Regions from separate parts of the Gossypium hirsutum genome. Here all the other regions are linked to region 1. A link is a contact called in public Hi-C data. All regions are on one chromosome and are shown on one strand. The core of a region is the stretch at or near the end of the contact, and the rest is flanking DNA. Distances in the headings are between cores, read along the strand shown. Region 1 holds the start of LOC107908430 (protein FAR-RED ELONGATED HYPOCOTYL 3). Region 2 holds the start of LOC107908427 (putative 3,4-dihydroxy-2-butanone kinase). Region 3 holds the start of LOC107908434.

Region 1 (3,456 bases), core at 383-2,882:
TCTGCATGTGTGTGAAAAATTCAAGTAAAATCTTAACATCAGCAGCTTCTAATGCCAAATTTCGACCTTTATCAAATGGATTTTTGGGATCATTCTTCAGCCCAACAACATTTTTATATTCAGCAAATTGTCTAGCCATTGCAGCATACATCCTTCTGGTCTGTTCACTGACAGCTTGGGCAGGCAAGAGTTCATGGTTATGTTCTTTCACAAAACTATGTATAACCCATTTTCCATCAGGCCTTCTCTTCACATGCATACTTGCTTTACAATCCGTCTTCGAACATGATCGCCGACCGGTTGCATTTTCAGGGTCTTGCTTGCTTTGTCTAGCTCGTGGCCGGTTAAAGGATTTGTCATATTCCCTTTTGGTCCCATATCTAGAACAGGCAAACTTTGCATCAATAAATTCTCTTGAAGTCTTCGAACGGCGGCTATTTTGTATAGCTGTGTTGAATCCCATAGACCGAGCATATTCTTGATAAAATGAATATGCTTCTCCATGTGATTCAAACTCCATACCAGAAAGTGGCTCAAGATTCGTATCCTCCTTGAAGGTCACCATATCCACAGCAGAAGAATGCATTTCCCCACCATCTTCAGCACGCAAAGCCTCTCCTACAACTTGAACCATTCCATTATGCAGTGATTCATCACCATCTAGCATATTATCAATTCCATTTGCATCTTCATCTTCCTTACACTGTTCACCAGAAGGTAACCTAAGATCTATGTCCATGATTGAAACTTGTTTACTTCAACTAACTGTTTTCCTGACTGAACCTGAAAAAATTAAGATGTAGAAGGACGCCATCATGTCAGCATAAAGAACCCATGACAAAAAGCAATTCACAATAGCCTACTATAATTATAAAAGATAGACAAACTAATTGAAGTCCGCTTTAGCTCTTGGGCAATCCTGGATATACATGTATCTATAAAGGAAGCAAATCCCAAAGCTACATATATGATGGGTATTTCAAATTTCCTTAGCTATAAGTTGATACATGAAGACCTTTTCCCTAATACCAACACTCCAAACGAACAAAAAGGCTACAATTTTAACAACTTTTAAGGATTTTAGCCATAAATTAGCTAACAAGATTAGGCAAGCAACTAATAATATGATATCAGCAAACTAAGATTCATGGGACCAAATAATTTCGAAAGAGATGAACCCAGAAAATCAATCACAAATACAGAATTCAATAAAATTGGGAATGTTTCAATCATATAATTTTATTATTAAAACAGAAGAAAAAAGAAAACGAAAATAAATTTGGGGGTGATGGGATCGAAATCGAAAATTTAAAAGAAAAAGAACAGAGAAATTGCGAAAATTCAAAAGGCAGAATTGGAAAGCAAAATAGTTGGGGGGGATTAAAATAAAGGAACACCTGGAGTGGAGGTGAAATAGAACGAGTGATGATTCTGCGAAAACCGAAGGCGAGTGGGGTTAAGGGCGCGTAGAGAGTTGAGGGGGGGGATTTAGGGTTTCCTGCTTTCCTTCCACTCGCTTTTCTCTCTCACTCGCCAATTTGGGGATCTCAGACTCTGTTCTCGCTTTCACTCGCCCATTTTATGAGTAAAATAAGCTAATCCTATTATTATTTAATAGTCTAGTCTGCTTTTTCTTTTAATGTTGAATATTTTGCTTTCTGTGTTGGGCCTCAACTCCATCCATACTACTACTACGAAGAGATAAAAACCCATTTGATCTAACAGATTTCGGCTCAAAAGCAAAATAAGCCCTCAAATCTTAACCTCCTTTAACCATCGTCTCTCGTAGCCTTCAATTTTGGTTTTTCTGATGGGAAAAAATTCTCAATTTATTTACCAATGTTTAAAATTTTATTTTATGGTCACTTCGCATTAAATTTCCACCTATTTATTATTCTTCTTCTTCCTTTTTTTTCTCTTGCATACACCTTTATTCGCAAGAATGGAAAGAAACTATACAACAATAGTTATTCTGTGCAAATAAAATAGAGTTGTAATTGAAAGTATAACTATGGATGAAATAGAATGAGTAAGTAAACGATATTCTTATGTTCATTTTAGGATAATAAGTAAGAAAAATGATCAAATGATAAATATATCCTTTAATAGATTTTTTAATAAAAATTTTAAAATGTTGGAATGACCAATATATCTTTTAATAAATCATATTTTTTTAAAATAAAAAGTATAATGTCAAGAAAAAACCCTTTAACATTTATCTATAGCAAACTTACCCTTATTTTTTTGGAATAAATTTGCTTTGGGTTAAATATAATATTAGTACCCAAACTTATACACTTCTCCCATATTGGTACTTATAGTTTGGTTTTTTCTCAGATTGGTACCCGAACATTTTTTCCCTCCACTAGTTTGATACCTGAGACTAATGGCGTTAATTTTTTGCTGACGTGGTAGCACTGACCAATCATATGCTGCCATGTGGCATCCTATTTGGCCTTCTTTTTGTTTTTTTGTTTTTAATTTTCCCTCATTCTCATTTTTCTTTTATTTTCTTTTTTTTGGGTGTGCCTTCTACACTTCTTTCTTTCTTCTTTCGTCCTCAAACCCCTCCAATTTCCCCAATGTTCAGACCAGCAATGAAGAAACAACAGTAGCAGTAAATACTGCTCCTTTTTTCTTTCTCCTCCGTCCTTTGCTTTTTGCTCTCTTTTCTCCTAAAAAACCTTTCTTTTGTTCTATTTCAAGAAAAAATTAGAAACCTAAATAGTCAAAATTTTCTCTTCTTTTAGGGCTCAACAAATCTATGGAGATAGTGACCTTCTCACGGCTTAAGGGATAAACCTAGGTGAGGCCGCTATCATCGGAGCCTCCTCCTTTTGTCAGTAAAAAATTGAGCCTAAAATCCCCCAAACCCCTAAAGCTTAACATGCATGCAAGTTTTTTTGTTCTGAGATTGTGTAGCCGATTAATGTTCTGATAGTTTTTATTTTTTTCTGAGATTGTTTTTGAAATTGTGTAGCCGATTGGTATTCTGCAAGTTTTTGTAATATTCGAAAAAGTTTTTCAAAGATTTTATTTTAAACCTTGATTCTGTCTTGGGGTACAAGATTTTCCATAAACATGTTTTTCAAACATAAAAAATTTCAATCTTGCATTCTTGATCAGGTAAAAACTTCAAGAGTGATAAAAAACTCAAAGTGAAAAGGAAAACAACTCAAAAAAGGTTGGAAAGGAAAATAACTCAAAGAGGCTTCCATGGATTATGTAGAGGAAAATTTTGAAACTTGTGTATTTGGATTTTGGTGGTGATTGGATGGTGAGAAAGAGAGGGAAAATTTTGTGAGTTTTTTACGGAAAAAAGATGAAGTGTAGAAGCATGTCCAACCAAAGAAAAATAAAAAAAAAAAGAAAAAAAGGAAGAGGAGGGAAAATAAAAAGAAAAAAGAGGAACAAAAGGATGCCACGTGCCAGTGTCCGATTGGTCAGTGTTGCCAT
Region 2 (3,456 bases), core at 443-2,942, 140 kb after region 1:
AAATTAGCAGTGTACTATTTTTCACAATTTTATTAGCCAACGTAGATTCCAAGAGACCCAATATCACTTGGAATGACCATCATTTCCTAAGGCAGAAAAACCCAGTATACCTTTTCACATTCCTTTTCTTTACTTATTTTATTTTTAAATACAACCTTGTAGAAGAGTAAACAAGATGTAACATGGAATATCCATATACATAAATAAAAGCCATACAGGTAAAGCATATGTAGCTACATGGAAAGAAAATAAATTTCAATGAGAAGTGTAGAGACGAGGAAAAAAAGAATCATTCATGCTCTCAAAGTTTATGCCCAATGATGCATTGCAAGTAATCCATAATTGGTTCTGGACAGTCAGAATAATGAGCATACATGCTGAGGGAAACTACAAGTTTGATCCCAAAATTACCTAACAAAGGGCAAACTAAACTAGTTGATTGCAAAAATCAGTAGAAACAAAAAAGCCAAAAGGTGACTGCAGCTTTAAATGCTGTCTAGAAATCACCATAGCTTAAAAGGTATTAAAGGTAACAAAGTATAGAATTTCAATTTCAATTTGAACAAACTAAGACAGATATCAAGTGTTAGCAGCTTTGTAGGGCTCGAACCTGATATGACTGCAACCTTGTCATATGTTGCACCTGAAGCATCAGCACGAATTACAACTTTCACCTGGAAGCAAACAAGTTATCGGTTTGTGTTTATAAAGTCTAATTCACTGACTAAACATAAGCAAAGCGGATAACAAAATCACCTCCGGGAAACCATCCAAGTACTGGAGTCCGGGATATGTTTCCACAAGACCCTCAATAAATTCAGTCACCACATCTGCCAACACCATAACAAAAGAACCTCAAAATTGGTTTTCTTCACAAAGCAGAAATCTAGAATTGGCAAATCGTTGGTGGAAAGAGCATGGTAAAGTAATGCAAATGAGAAACAAAGAGTAAATATAGCTTGATATAGCCCAACACAGTGTAATTAACGCAGAAAATCTAGGAAAAGAAACAGTAAGAATCTTTTCTAAACCCTTGTTTGTTTTCCCTATTTCAGCAAATAGCCTTGCTTCATTATCAGCTTTCATTTACTCAAGACCAAATGAAGGAAACTACAGAAACATAAAACAACTAATCAAATAATAAACAAAAAAAAACACTACTATTCAAGTAATATACAAAAATTACATGCATCATCCATTTTGTAAACGATAATCAAAGGGCAAAGCACAAAAACAATAAAAAAATCCAAAATTTCCCAATACGAACGCAAGTAAACATGAAATTAGGAAATGCGGGCAAATACTATCGTGAACTTCAAAAAGAAAAAAAGAAGAAGATGAAGAGATAGAGAAAGGAAGAGAAGTGTGTAACAGAAAAGAACAGAAAATTAAGTTTGTAGGTTTATGGTTGGAAAAGAAAATTGAGAGGGGATATTAGAGTAATAGGGGGAGGAGGAAATGGTGAAGAAGAGAAAAAAAAAAGCAAACCGTCGGGATTGTTGATGAGTTTCTTCCCTTGAAAAGCCATAAACTTTGTTTTGTTTGAGGGAATTCAGATATGGGATCCGATGGGAGAGAGAGAGAGTTTAATTTTGTTGGACTTTTTTTTGGTGGGGAGTCTCTTGAGAATTGCAGAGCACACCCCATTTTGCTTAAGCCTGGGCAGTTGTTACTTCTCCGGACAAGAAATTGCGCCTCCAATTACCAAAATGTCCTCCCTCCTTTTTCTTTTCTCTACATTTGTTGGCTTCTTTTTTTTCAGCCCACCAGCCTATTTACACCCATCTTTCTTTTCTTTTGAATTTTTTAACATTTGAACCAAAGTTAATTCATTTAGGATCTATTTGATCACAAAGTAATTGTGTAGTAATTTGTAATTATAAAGAATTGTAATTCTTTTGACGTTGTTGGTTGACAGAGTGTAATTACATCGTAATTCTTTATGTCATGTTTGGCAATACAAATTACATAATTTATATTTTTTAAAATATTAACTATGATAAAAATTTGAATGTATGATAAAAACAGGTTCTAAGCAAGTAACAAAAATCAAAATCAAATCATTATATGTATTATTAGTTAAAAAAGTAGTTGATAACACGATTACTAATAAAAATAGCAAAAAAATAAGCATCATATGAAATTTTATCTAATTGTTGTAATGTATACTTGTTGAGTTATTCTTTTTTTAATATTTAATCATCTATTGATCATTGATCGAGTTCATTACCATCTGAATTTGAAGATCTTATTCTTTCATGTACTTTACGAAGTATGGATCGTCTTAATTCCCTCTATGGTTGGAATTATGAAATATGCAACATGCTAATACGATCCAACCTTGCTTTTTTTTTTCTTATGCTATACTAAGGTGGTGCTGTTAATTTAGTTAATTTGTGAGCTCTCAAATGGTATCATACCCTCACGATATGGTGCAAGAAAACATTTTCTATTTGTATAATTAACATCGACCTTAAAATATTTGGTTACCCGTCCAAATAGTTTGTAGGTTTAATTATAAAAACTTATATAAACTTAATTTGGAGAAAGACTTATTATAGGACTTTATAAATTGTTCAAAACTTTCATAACAATTTTTATAAATAATATATATTTTTTGTCATAACTTTATAAAGTTATTTTTTATAAATAAGTTATGATAAAAAAAAACTCTAACATTTTTATGAATAAGTATATTATTTTTATAATATATAGTTTGAACACATAAATAATTTCTATTCATACTTAGCCATAATTTTTATATAAATAAATATATTATAACACTTTATAACATTGTTTATAATAAACTTTTAGCCATAAATTTAGAATTTTTTTAGTATTTAAATAATATAAATGTTAGTAATTTTATAAAATGCACAAATTATTTTTATAATATATTATTTTTAGATTTATAATTTAAATTTTATTTTACCATAATCATCACAAACACTCATACACGATTATACTTATATTATAAAATTTATAACTTGTATAAAAATATTTTTTTTTAAAATTAAATTTGTGTGTAATTAACGGAGTAATTAGTCCAATGTCACTCCCCTCAAAAAATTAGAAAGTGTAATTGGAGTATTCTACTTACACCCAATTTAGTGGGACCCATCAATTACAATGGTTATCCAAACATATCGCCGTTATATAATTATAAGCAATTACAACTAAATCTAATATTAGGGATTTTCCAAACATTTTCTTAAAGTTTTTTTGAAAGGTAAATTAATTCATTCAATGACGATAAGAAAATCAGCCCCGGATGGTCCAAAGTAGCGAGCAAAAATCAACAAAAGAATCGAGCATTCATCAAATTAGAGAGAACGACAATAAAATCATCCCCAAAATCACTTATAAAATTACTATTGCATGCATAAGCAAGACTAAAAAACGTGCTACAAGAGCAGACAAAAACTTCTAAAACTGAAGACTTGTTAAATAATGAAA
Region 3 (3,456 bases), core at 686-3,185, 130 kb before region 1:
ATCATACGCTGCTTATATCACACTGCAATATCTTTCATCTTCTCTTCCAGAATTTGAGAGAGAAAAGTTGGCCTAACAGTTAGCTCTACCAATAAAGATCCATTATCAACCATATTTATTCTTGCTCGAAGAAATATTAATGTTGCCACTGTTTTTCTGCTCAAAGCATCAGCCACAACATTAGCTTTTCTAGGGTGATACTTTATATCTAGATTATAATCTTTTAGCAGTTCTATTCAACGTCTTTGGCGTAAATTCAAATCTTTATGTGTCATTAAACACTTCAAGCTTTTGTTATCAGAGTACACACGACATTTTTCCCCATACAGATAATGCCTCCATATCTTCAATGTCAAAACTACTGCTACCGATTCTGAATCATGGGTTGGATAGTTCCTCTCATGTGGTTTGACTTGGTGAGATGCATAAGCCACAATCTTACCTCTTCGGGTAAGCACACATCCAAGACCATTCAGTGAAGCATCAGTATAAATAGTATACTATACGCTAGGTTCTGGTTGTGCTAAAATTTGAGCTTTAGTCAAGACTGCTTTCAACTTTGCAAAACTTTGTTGATACTCATCAGTCCATTCAAACTTTTCTTTATTTTTCAACAATCGAGTGAGAAAAGTTGTCAATAATGAAAAGCCTTTCACAAACTACAAACTTTCTATAGTAGACCGCTAGCCCCAAAAAGCTACAAAATTCAGTGACATTTTTTGGCAGATTCCATTCAAGTACTGCTTTCACCTTATTAAGATTCACTGTAATACTTTTACGATAAATCGCATGGCCTAGAAATGTACTTCTCTCAACCAAAACTCACACCTACTCTGGCAAAAATGTTGATATCAATCATGCTAAAACTCGATCATTAAAAATAATGTTAATAAACTTTAGATTTACATCAATTTTTTACCACCATTAGATTTGTGATAAAAAAAATTAAAAAATAAAACTTACTTTTTACTTATGTGTCCAGCCAAATTAGTAATTGATTTCCATGTAATTTATTAATTTAATTTTCATCTCATTAAAAAAGTCAAGTAATTAAAGATTATGGTTTTTATGGATATAAATTTAAGAAAAGAGACTTATTTAAGTAAAAAGAAATACCATAAGGACTTATTTGAATAAGTGATTATAGTTTAAGGAACTTTTTAATATATAAGCCTATTTTAATTTATATTCAAATACCCGAACGACATAAAAGTCAAGTGTGTAAATATCGAAGAATCTATTGGCAAGTAAACACAACCCTTGGAATAGGGGTGTGTAAAATTTGGGTAAAACCGAAAAAATTCGGTTAACCGACCAAATTCGGTTAATCAGTCGGTTAACCGAATTTTTTCGGTCAAAGGTTGGTTAATTATTTTTTTATTTTTTGATTAACGGTTAATTCGGTTCGAAACCGGTCAGTTAACCGAATTTTTTTGGTTTAACCGAAAAAATTAATAAATAAAATTATAATATATAAATAGGCCCACTATTCATCTAAATCCAACCAAACCCAAGTATCCAACCCAACCCAATCATAAAAATTACAAATAATTTGATAAATAAAAATAAAATTTCAATTATGTGTTAATTTTAAGACTTATGTAAGGTTAGTGATTCAAAAACTTATATAATGTTTTTAATTATATTGTGATTCAATTCGGCTAATTCGGATAATTAAGGTAATTCGATTAATTCAATTAATTTGGTTAATTCAGTTAATTTTTAACCAAAAATTAAAAATATATAATTTTCGGTTAATTTGGTTAACCGACTGAATTAACCAAAAAATTTCGATTCGATTAACGATTAAAAATTTTAAACGATCAATTAATTCAATTAATATTATTTCGGGTCGGTTAACTGACTGAACAAGTTGCAACTTAAGCCATTAGGTTCGGATATATAAATATCTGATGTATGATGTGAAAATCAAACGGTCAGGAAAGATGGTCAACGCCAGCGCATTGAGTCGTCATCTGAAGGAGAAGTGAAACTTCTAGAATGAATATCAAGCCAAGCGGTTTCCTTCACCGTTAAGTCGAGGCAGAACAAAGTAGACGCGGACAACAGTCTCCGTCTTTCGCATTTCGCAGCCTACGAAAAGGAAATTAAAAAAAAAAATCAAACCCAAATTAATTAGCAACAAATCAAAAGGAAATGGCGTTGCAGTGGATGATCCTAACCTACGTGGTCGCAGCAGAGGCTGCCCTGGCTCTTCTCTTGACCTTCCCCTCTCCTAAGTTATTGAAGAACCGTTTCGTCTCTCTCATCTCCCTCATTCTTCAGCCTACCCTCTTTATTGTCCCCTTTGCCGGATTCCAGCTCTTAGGTTTTATCTCTATTCATTTTTTTGCCTTTTCAATCTTCAATGAAATGGGTTTTAGGTTTCTCAGTTTTTGGGTGCAGATATCTACTGGAAGAACGAACATCGCTTGATGTGCACCTCTGATATCTGCACTGCTGCCGAGAGAGATCGTTATGAGAAATCCGTAAGTATTATATTTTGGGAATTTCTTTATCAAATACATGAGCAAGCTTATTTGAATGTTAATCATCTTTTAATTACGGTTCTTATTCGGGTCTTTCAAGTTTTTGAAGTGGTTATAACTCCTACATGTTTGATGCTGGAATATTTCTATATCGTTTCCAGTATTTGTAGTTAGCTACGATAGTTTAGTTTGATTATGATTGCCTGAACTTTGATTCTAGAATCAATTGGCTTTTGGGGATTTTATTTATGTCTTTAGTTTAAAGGAGAAGTGGTGTGGTAATTTTATGGAATTAAACTGCTTTGATTTGATGAAAAAGATGATACATTCAATCCTAACTATAAAGCAAAAACCAAGCCTCTTTCTTGATACCTCAAAGCTCTGCCATTAAAGTATTTATAACACATATATTCATTACTAAACCTTTGATATGACTATTGACACTTTTTTTTTCTTATCAAGCCTCATAAGAAGCATGTTTATGTCTTGCTTTAATCTGCTTAAACCTATTAAATCTCTCTCTCCAGGTTGTTGACAGTCATTTATCGGATGCATGTTTCAAAGCATCAATAATGATTACTTTCGATAAATTTTAATTTGAATTTATTGAAGTAATCTCTTTTTCTTAAAACACGAAACTGCAAAAAGCTTTGCATCAAGCCATATTTTTTGCAATATATATACATGTAAGGAATGTCCAGGTTGTATGTTTGTTGAGCACAAGGAGTTTTTGCGCTATGAGTCAATTCCCCCCTTAGAACATCAAATCATTTTCAGATTTATTTACTTCCTTCAGGTTTTTGGTCACCTTAGCTTTAGAGTCTATAGGCTTTAAGTCATTTTCCTTGCCTTGCTATTTTTAGGTTGTAGTTTTTTCTTTCTTATTTCTAGACAGCATGTTCTATCATGGTTTTGGTTATTTTCTTTGTTAGCTGCTTTTGAAATGGGGAATTGGTGGAAAGATCCA

Evidence for each region. A called contact is a pair of places that touch in the nucleus more often than the background predicts.
Region 2: a Hi-C map of leaf shows a contact between it and region 1, with 2.4 times the contacts expected there. The contact joins the promoter of LOC107908427 here to the promoter of LOC107908430 in region 1. A contact is called at or near these places in 4 of 34 Hi-C or Micro-C datasets (all in leaf).
Region 3: a Hi-C map of leaf shows a contact between it and region 1, with 2.1 times the contacts expected there. The contact joins the promoter of LOC107908434 here to the promoter of LOC107908430 in region 1. A contact is called at or near these places in 3 of 34 Hi-C or Micro-C datasets (callus, hypocotyl and leaf).

Annotation. Positions count from the first base shown.
Region 1 is chrD02:41,370,506-41,373,961 of Gossypium_hirsutum_v2.1, forward strand. It overlaps LOC107908430 (protein FAR-RED ELONGATED HYPOCOTYL 3), which reads right to left and starts at 1,633. Exons shown (of 9, transcript XM_041088627.1): 1 at 1,398-1,633; 2 at 1-783. The coding sequence starts at 739.
Region 2 is chrD02:41,512,955-41,516,410 of Gossypium_hirsutum_v2.1, forward strand. It overlaps LOC107908427 (putative 3,4-dihydroxy-2-butanone kinase), which reads right to left and starts at 1,693. Exons shown (of 20, transcript XM_041088633.1): 1 at 1,489-1,693; 2 at 757-830; 3 at 611-674. The coding sequence starts at 1,528.
Region 3 is chrD02:41,241,751-41,245,206 of Gossypium_hirsutum_v2.1, forward strand. LOC107908434 reads left to right here and starts at 1,936. Exons shown (of 4, transcript XM_016835596.2): 1 at 1,936-2,329; 2 at 2,407-2,489. The coding sequence starts at 2,158.